Linked DNA regions of Zea mays: regions 2 and 3 are each linked to region 1. A link is a contact called in public Hi-C data. All regions are on one chromosome and are shown on one strand. The core of a region is the stretch at or near the end of the contact, and the rest is flanking DNA. Distances in the headings are between cores, read along the strand shown.

Region 1 (3,026 bases), core at 372-2,871:
CCGTTTGCTATGGTGACTCGTTAAACATGCAAGTGATAATATTTTCGTGTACTAGTTAATCAAAAAATAATTAATTATCTTGTCAAGAGAATGATCATTGTATAAATGTATTCATTTTGATGTACACATAATAATTTATTACATCTAATAATAAGTATGAGTGAAAATGTTTTCTATTAATAATAAAGAGTATATGTCATAAATATAATTTAAACGAGGATAGAAATCCCTGTTGAGGATTTATCATATGGGGAATGAGAAATGGAAAGAAATATCCCCATAAGGGCTAATTTGGGAGCTATAAACCTGGAGAGGATTGGAGGGGCTAAATTCCTATCCTTATTCAAAATTGAATAAGAAGGGGAATTTAGCCCCTCCAATCCTCTCCGGGTTTATAGCTCCCAAACTAGCCCTAAGTTTCGTAGGATACCGCGGGAAAATTTTTATGTCGTAGGAACAGATATGCTCAGCTGTTCGCCGACGTGGTCCCTAGCGCAGCGTGCTCCATTCCGAGATGAAGGCTGGCCTGCGCGCGTTCTTCGACCTCGATGACGCCAAATGCTGCAACAGCAACGTCATCACCGGCTGCGGCACGTCGCGCCCAGCTCCACCAACCCCGCTCTACGAGGCCTACGGGCTCCTCAACGCCGCCGCGCCCGTCGACGTCGACGCTTTTTGCGCGCTCGTCGACGCGCCGCCAGGCCGCCACACGTCAGCTTTTTCCACGCCACGAGAGTTGGGCGGAGCAGCACTCGTATTTTAACCCTTAATTTTACATCTAAATTAGTAGTTATTATTATTATTATTTTAAAACTAAATTATCTTCTTAAATCTACATCTAAGTTACTAATATTATCATTAAAAATATTTAAATAATCATAAAACATATAATCTAATAATGTTTATATTAATAGATTAAATATTGACGAAAATAAACACAAACATTGTACCATCATACAAATCAAGTAAACGGACAGTGGTGGAGCTAACGGCCCCACAGAGGCCATGGTTCTCCAAATTATAACATTTAAATTGTTATTTATATTTGATGAAAGAATATAACAAAATTATCGTTATATATATTAATATCTTTCTACTTTCTCAGTCTAAAAAATATCGTTCTTATTTTTGCGAAGTTAAATATTTTATCTCCAATCAAACATTTATAAAAAATATTAATATTAATATATTTTTATTAAATATTAGATAGAACATTTCATATACTTTTATAATAAACTTATATATATATATATATATATATATATATATATATATATATATATATATATATATATATATATATAGTCTATTACATCGTAAGAATTAATAGATGGTTGTGGTTGGCACTGGAAAAGAACGTAGCGCGCGTATGTAGGGCCTGGGAAGAACGCATGGATCTGTAATGATTTGTACCGTGTTTTTTCTTTCCAGAAAACAAAGATTCGTGCAGGCGTGGAGCAGCTGAACTGCTTAGTTATTTTTTGACGGTGTAAAGGTCACGTCACCGTTGGCGAGATGGGGCCCTAAAATGGTCGTGTTCATATCTTCAATCATTGCTGTGTCTATATATACGCGTTCAGCGCGAGACTACAAGAGGCAGGCAAAGGCACTGCACGCCACCTTATCTCTAGCCGGAGATCAAAGAAGTAGCCGTTAACGATGGCTTCCGACGAGCTCGCAAAGGCCGTCGAGCCCAGGAAGAAGGGCAACGTCAAGTATGCCTCCATATGTGCCATCCTGGCCTCCATGGCCTCTGTCATCCTTGGCTATGGTACCCACGCACCCTTTCGTTTACTGTCAAAATATTTTCCTTTTTTTTGCTTTTAAGAGTTCGTAGGTGAAGTTTTTTTTTGTGATGCTGTTCACCAACGCTGTAGACATTGGGGTGATGAGTGGAGCGGCCATGTACATCAAGAAGGACCTGAATATCACGGACGTGCAGCTGGAGATCCTGATCGGGATCCTCAGTCTCTACTCGCTGTTCGGATCCTTCGCTGGCGCGCGGACGTCCGACAGGATCGGGCGCCGCTTGACCGTCGTGTTCGCCGCTGTCATCTTCTTCGTGGGCTCGTTGCTCATGGGTTTCGCCGTCAACTACGGCATGCTCATGGCGGGCCGCTTCGTGGCCGGAGTCGGTGTGGGCTACGGGGGCATGATCGCGCCCGTGTACACGGCCGAGATCTCGCCGGCGGCGTCCCGTGGCTTCCTGACCACCTTCCCGGAGGTGTTCATCAACATCGGCATCCTGCTTGGCTACCTGTCCAACTTCGCGTTCGCGCGCCTCCCGCTCCACCTCGGCTGGCGCGTCATGCTCGCCATTGGCGCAGTTCCGTCCGGCCTGCTCGCGCTCCTGGTGTTCTGCATGCCCGAGTCGCCTCGGTGGCTGGTCTTGAAGGGCCGCCTCGCGGACGCCAGGGCTGTGCTAGAGAAGACCTCTGCCACGCCAGAGGAGGCCGCCGAGCGGCTGGCCGACATCAAGGCCGCGGCGGGGATTCCGAAGGGCCTCGACGGGGACGTGGTCACCGTACCCAACAAGGAGCAAGGCGGCGGTGAGTTGCAGGTGTGGAAGCAGCTCATCCTGTCCCCGACCCCGGCGGTCCGACGCATCCTGCTCTCGGCCGTGGGTCTCCACTTCTTCCAGCAGGCTTCTGGCAGCGACTCCGTCGTCCAGTACAGCGCCCGCCTGTTCAAGAGCGCGGGGATCACCGACGACAACAAGCTCCTGGGCGTCACCTGCGCGGTGGGCGTGACCAAGACGTTCTTCATCCTGGTGGCCACGTTCCTGCTGGACCGCGCGGGGCGTCGGCCTCTGCTGCTGATCAGCACGGGCGGGATGATCGTCTCGCTCATCTGCCTCGGGTCGGGGCTCACCGTCGCGGGGCATCACCCGGACACCAAGGTCGCGTGGGCCGTCGCCCTGTGCATCGCGTCCACCCTGTCCTACATCGCCTTCTTCTCCATCGGCCTCGGGCCCATCACGGGCGTGTACACCTCGGAAATATTCCCGCTGCAGGTGCGCGCGCTGG
Region 2 (3,026 bases), core at 289-2,788, 170 kb before region 1:
AATCTAGTTAAAATTAACTAATAGTTAGTCATCTAATTCAACTAGCATCTTTTTAGCAAGCTAGCTCTAGTGCAATAAATGGGGCCTTAGTATCTTGAGAATATGTCTAAGACAAAAAAATAGACATATATTTTTTCTGTTATTTTCTAGCGTCAGGCTCAACTTCTAACTAATAGTAGATAAGAATATTATGTTTTTATTTTCCATAAGATAAAAACACTATTCATTCATTGAAATGTGAAAATATAGATATGTCATGTGAAAGCATTCATATTAGGGGAAATTCAAATTTATAATTACTTATATGAATATTACGTTGAAAGTATGACATTTTATTTGATAGCTGTGGCCCGTGGATGATATCAAAGACACCACGTTAGGTTGAAGAGTTAGATATAACCGAGTCCATCCGTTTCAACATATACATGTTTTCTAAACGTGGAATATTTCTGCAATATGTTGTATCTTTACAGGGCCGGTCCTGAGGTTTCATGGACCCGGGGCGAAACCAAAAATTAGGGCCCTCAAAAAATTTTGACGGATAAAAGTCTATAATATATATACTTTCTTCTAAGTACATAAGCAAATTTTTGAATGATAAAAAACTATAATATATCAAAACAACTTCAAATCTTTGTACATATTATTTCAAAAATTTCTTTTAATGTTTCTTGATGCGAAGTAATTGATAATAATGTTGCTATCAGCCTCGTCTAATAATTTTTTCTCAATGTATAATGTAGCCAATCCGTTGAGACGATCTTGAGACATTGTTGACCTTAGTAGTTCTTCAACAATTTTAACTTTAAAAAGCTTCTCTAAGCCGATGCCACGGTCACAAGCACAGTAAATAATATCCAATAAGCGATTGAAATATTTGGATACAAATCTATTTGCCAAACATACTAAAAAAATCTCCATAAAAGACATTGGTATTTCAGGCAAACTTAACTTCAAAACCTTCAACTCAGATAGTAGATCATTTAACTCAACGTCAAAACTGTCCTGCGAAGAGAGACAAGTGGAACAACCGTACTAAACACAACACCTAAGATTATATATACATGTATATTACTTGGGGCCCTTCCAAAATCAGAGGCCCGGTGCGGCGGCTCTACTTGCCCCCTCCAGGACCGGCCCTGTATCTTTATGCTATAAAAAACGACCAAACTTATACGTTCACGAGTCCAACGCTCCTCTCCTCATTTGTGTCAGTCTCTGCTATTCTGTTTCACTCTGAAAACATCCAACTAGAATCTGAAACCAAACATTTACCGTCCATCTCAAATCATGGGTGATGTTTGAAGTGACAAGACGTCCCAGTGTTGAGATCCAAGAAGCATAGGGTGATAAATTGAGCCAAAAGAAGGCTAAGAATCAGAATATAAAGTTGAAGATATGAAATGATTAGTCTAGAGTGAAATTGGAACCAAAATACAATTTTAATAAAGACCAAAAAATGTTCATAAACGAAAATACGAAATTGAGGCCAAAACAGAAATCGAAGCAAGGCCGGGCGACCATATAAACCCTCGGCCGCAGGCCACCCGCCCGCCCCGCTCTACCTCCCAAGTCCCAACGAACCTTGCGGCCGGGGAATATCATTTATCGCCCGAGTCTGCAGGGGTGGGGACGTGGTGTACATCATTGCTGGTCATGCCCCAACAATCCCCCCTGTGTTCGTTGGTGTCGCGGGTGTTGTTGTTCCGAGATGGAGGAAAACGAGGTTAGTGCATTGGGACTACGAAAACCCCCTTTACGCTCCCTTGCCGTTTGCACCTCAGTTCTTGCGGCGGTTCTTGGAGAATCTGGAACAACAGGAGAGGTTTTAGTCGGTTTTTGGGTTTTGGAAGCGGATTCCTGAAGACATGGCGATTCTTGGTGGGGGATATGGTGGGTTGTCTCATCTTTTCTTTGTTGCGGAAGCTTGTGGGCGATTTGACACGCTTCACGGAGTAGGTTTCTGTGAGCTTTGATTCGCTTCTTGGAAACTGCGGTTCTTGATAATTGGTTCCTTCAGGCATGTCAGATATTTCGTTGGCGAATAGAATTGCTGATTCTGCTAGTCAGGACCAAATCCGTTAGTTTGTTCGTTCAAATATTTGGAGATTGGAATACGAAGTGGGGAAATGCGAGTTGTTGGAAAAGAACAGTCCTTAAGGGTATGTTCTGGCATGCTCGAGATTTTGGTGGGTCTGATGGAGATTAGAGTTGCGATTGACAATTCTGCTAGTAAATACCAAATCCCCTGTTTGAATTTGGAATTGCAAAATGGGTAAAAGACGAATTCACTGTTGTTCCGCATTGCTGCCGTGGCACTGCTTTACTCCTTTCGACTTCTGGCAAAGAATCGCCAACACTTGCTAACTAAGGCCAAATATGTTTGGAGTTCGTTAAGTTTGGAATCACGAAATGGGGGGTGGGGGGGTACAGATTTAGGCAGATGCTACTTCATTTCTAGTAGAGAATGATGCAATATTTTCGTTCTCACGTGCACTACTAACCCCCATTGCTGCCGTGGTACTGGTTTACATCGTGTTCATTCAACTTTTCACAAAACTCGCCTACTTTTGCATTTCCTTAATCTTGCTGTGCAATGAGTCCCAGTACCTTGTTCTTGTTGAAGGAAACAAAAAATGGATATAGAGGAGTGCAGGACGAGGTTGCAGGATAAGGTCCGCCTACTTCATCCAAAGAATGCCGAAGGGATCGTTGACTACATGATTGCAAACACACCACTTGAGAATATCAGATCATATTTGTTGACTGCCACAGATAATGTACTAATGAACCTATTTGAGGGTGCAAACCGCCTGCAAAATATCCTGAATTTGTCCGAGGAAAATGAGCCCCTATTTGGTCTATTCACCCCCTTTGATCAGATTGGACCACAGAAGCAGCACCAGTTTTCTTCAAGAAACCATTCTCAGGTCCTTCAGGCTCCATTGTACCCCATTGGCCCAAGTGGAGCTTTTCAGAATCCATACTCGAAACTCACTGGCTTCAGGGATCATTTCCAGTCTTTG
Region 3 (3,026 bases), core at 385-2,884, 170 kb after region 1:
CGTCTGCTTCAGCCATGTCCGTGTCTGGCATGCCGAACAGCTTGCCCATCTCCTCCAGCGTACGACCACGGGTCTCCGGAAGGCACGTGAAGAAAAAAACCCACCCGACCGCGGCGATGCCGGAGTAGAGAAAGAAGCTGCCGCCGATGGTAATAGCCTTGGAGAGGGACAGGAAGGTCATGGAGATAACGGCGCTGGTTACGCGGTTGCACGCCACGCCGACCGCAAAGCCCAGCGCGCGCAGCTGCAGTGGGAATATCTCCGAGTTGTACACTCCCGTGATGGGCCCGAGGCCGATAGAGAAGAAGGCGACGAAGGCCAGGGTGGACGCGATGCACAGAGCGACGACCGACGGGATCTTGGCGTCCGGGTGATGCCCCACGACGGTGAGCGCCGTCCCGAGGCTGATGAGCGAGATGACCATTCCACCCGTGCTGGTCAGTAGCAGAGGCCGACGCCCCACGCGGTCCAACAGGAACGTGGCCACCAGGATGAAGAGCGTCTTGGTGACGCCCACGGCGCAGGTGACGCCCAGGAGCTTGTTGTCGCCGGTGATTCCCGCGCTCCTGAACACGCTAGGGCTGTACAGCACGACAGAATCGCAGCCAGAAGCCTGCTGGAAGAAGTGCAGGCCGACGGCCGATAGCAATATGCGTCGGATCGCCGGGGTCGGGGACAAGATGAGGTCCTTCCACACCTGCATCTCACCGCTGTTTCGCTCCTTGGGTACGGTGACCACGTCTCCGTCGAGGTCCTTCGGAATCCCCGCGGCAACCTTGATGTCAGCCAGCCGCTCTGCGGCCTCCTCTGGCGAGGCGGAGGTCTTCTCTAGCACCGCCCTGGCGTCCGCGAGGCGGCCCTTCATGACAAGCCACCGAGGCGACTCGGGCATGCAGAAAACCAGGAGCGCGAGCAGGGCGGACGGCGCCGCGCCGATGCCGAGCATAACACGCCAGCCGAGGTGGAGCGGGAGGCCCGCAAATGCGTAGTTCGACAGGTAGCCGAGCAGGATGCCGAGGTTGATGAAGACTTCAGGGAAGGACGTGAGGAAGCCGCGGGACGCCGCCGGCGAGATCTCGGCGGTGTACACGGGCGCGATCATGCCCCCGTAGCCCACGCCAACTCCGGCCACGAAGCGGCCCACCATGAGCATGCCGTAGTTGACGGAGAAGCCCATGAGCAACGCGCCCACGAAAAAGATGACCGCGGCGAAGACGACGGTCAAGCGGCGGCCGATCCTGTCGGACGTCCGCGCGCCAGCGAAGGATCCGATGAGCGAGTAGAGACTGATGATGCCTATCAGGATCTCCAGCTGCACGTCCGTGATCTTCAGGTCCTTCTTGATGTAAATCGCCGCTCCACTCATCACACCAATGTCTACAGAGTTGGTGAACAGTACACAGAGTCACATACGAATTCTTGGAAAGAGAAATGAAAGGAGATGTTTCGACAACGGAAGAATGGCTACCGTAGCCAAGGATGACGCAGGCCATGGAGGCCATGATGGCACAGACGGAAGCATACTTGACGTTGCTCTTCTTCCCGGGCTCCATGGCCTCTGCGAGGTCGGCGGAAGCCATCGTTAACTTAACGGCTACCTCTTTGATCTCTGATCAGAGTTCAGAGACAAGGCGTGGGGTGTTGTGATTTGCTCAAGGAGACGCATATATATAGAGTAGACAAAGAGCAATGGGCTAACGCGTCTGATACACTGTTTTATTTAGCCCATATACAGGCCGCATAAAGGTCACACAGTTTTACTATATCTGTTTAGAGATGGCAATAGGGACCGATCCCCGATTCCCCGCGAGGAATTCCACTATTAGGGGACGGGTATGGAACTAATTTAGTCCCCGCGGGATCTAAATGGGGGAAATTTAATCCCCGTCGGGTTCGCGGGGACGAGAAACCATCCCCCATCCCCGTTCCCCGTGTACCCACCCCATGAAACTTTTTTATTCAAGTTAGTCAATTTATTTGTTAGAATTACAGTAAAAACTCAATGTATGACATGTTATAAAATAGCAAACTAAACTCTAAAGTAGATGTCTCTTATAATTTTCAATCTTGTTTGTTAAATTTATATTAATTTGATACAATTAATTTAAATTTATCTTTAAATATTGTACTTTTAGTGGGGGCAGATTCCCCGCGGGGTTCCTCACGGGGATAAATTCCCCGACGGGGACGGGGATGGGAGAAAAAAGCTTTCCCGTAAGCTCGTGGGGACAGGGACAGAGAATTTTCCTCCCCGCGGGGACAGGGATGGAGAGCCATTCCCCGACGGGGAAATCCCCGTTGCCATCCCTGTATCTATTGTACTATATCTCTAATCAGAGTTCAGAGACATAGCTAATTGTTAACTAACTCGTAACTAACGATTAGTTTATTATTTTACTTAACTTAGTTAATAATTTATTAACTGACTAATTAAACATGGCCTAATAAATAGCAAAACATTATAACCGTTTAGTCTGTTTACGTTTAGACTGTACGGGTTTTATTGATACCGGATATTTGGTCCTTCCAGTCTCAACTCATGGCGATAGCGTTGGACTGTGACTTGAGCAACAGGCAGGTCGGCTGATTTTCTCAACAACTCATGGCTGATTTTCAAAAACGTTTAACAACAAAACTTGCATGTATAAGTTGTTATAAAATCGTGCTAGAAACACTGCGTATTCAAAAGTTACCATTTCTGAAAAGACCGCGCAAAAGTTATATTGAAAAGGTTACGTTGAAGTATGTTAGCAAAAGTTATGTGTACTCACATAGAAAAGGACAAAAGGTTATACAAAAGGTTATATGATGAAAAGGCACTACCCTAAATTTTGTCCATCAAGGGTTATACACTTTTTTTTAGTCTGTTTGTGATAGCTCTAATACTCTATGATCTAGAAAAGTGAATCTAGACCTAGAATTCACATCATGGAACAACTCTACGGTTCAGCCATTAGCACAACTGAAATAAATAAATAAATGATAGAGCAAAAAGTAGAATTAATATGATTTAGCCCATTTTAGTC

The links. Hi-C and Micro-C count contacts between places; a contact is called where the count stands out from the background.
Region 2: a Hi-C map of tassel shows a contact between it and region 1, with 9 times the contacts expected there. The contact joins the promoter of LOC103633361 here to the promoter of LOC100193474 in region 1. A contact is called at or near these places in 2 of 25 Hi-C or Micro-C datasets (ear and tassel).
Region 3: a Hi-C map of ear shows a contact between it and region 1, with 2.0 times the contacts expected there. The contact joins the promoter of LOC100381931 here to the promoter of LOC100193474 in region 1. A contact is called at or near these places in 2 of 25 Hi-C or Micro-C datasets (ear and tassel).

The regions. Positions count from the first base shown.
Region 1 is chr7:170,139,337-170,142,362 of Zm-B73-REFERENCE-NAM-5.0, reverse strand. LOC100193474 (proton myo-inositol cotransporter) reads left to right here and starts at 1,621. Exons shown (of 2, transcript NM_001138590.1): 1 at 1,621-1,771; 2 at 1,878-3,026. The coding sequence starts at 1,660.
Region 2 is chr7:170,311,551-170,314,576 of Zm-B73-REFERENCE-NAM-5.0, reverse strand. It overlaps LOC103633361 (putative zinc finger CCCH domain-containing protein 51), which reads left to right and starts at 1,538. Exons shown (of 8, transcript XM_035961139.1): 1 at 1,538-1,726; 2 at 2,627-3,026. The coding sequence starts at 2,637.
Region 3 is chr7:169,969,525-169,972,550 of Zm-B73-REFERENCE-NAM-5.0, reverse strand. It overlaps LOC100381931 (Putative polyol transporter 1), which reads right to left and starts at 1,634. Exons shown (of 2, transcript NM_001174706.1): 1 at 1,469-1,634; 2 at 1-1,377. The coding sequence starts at 1,580.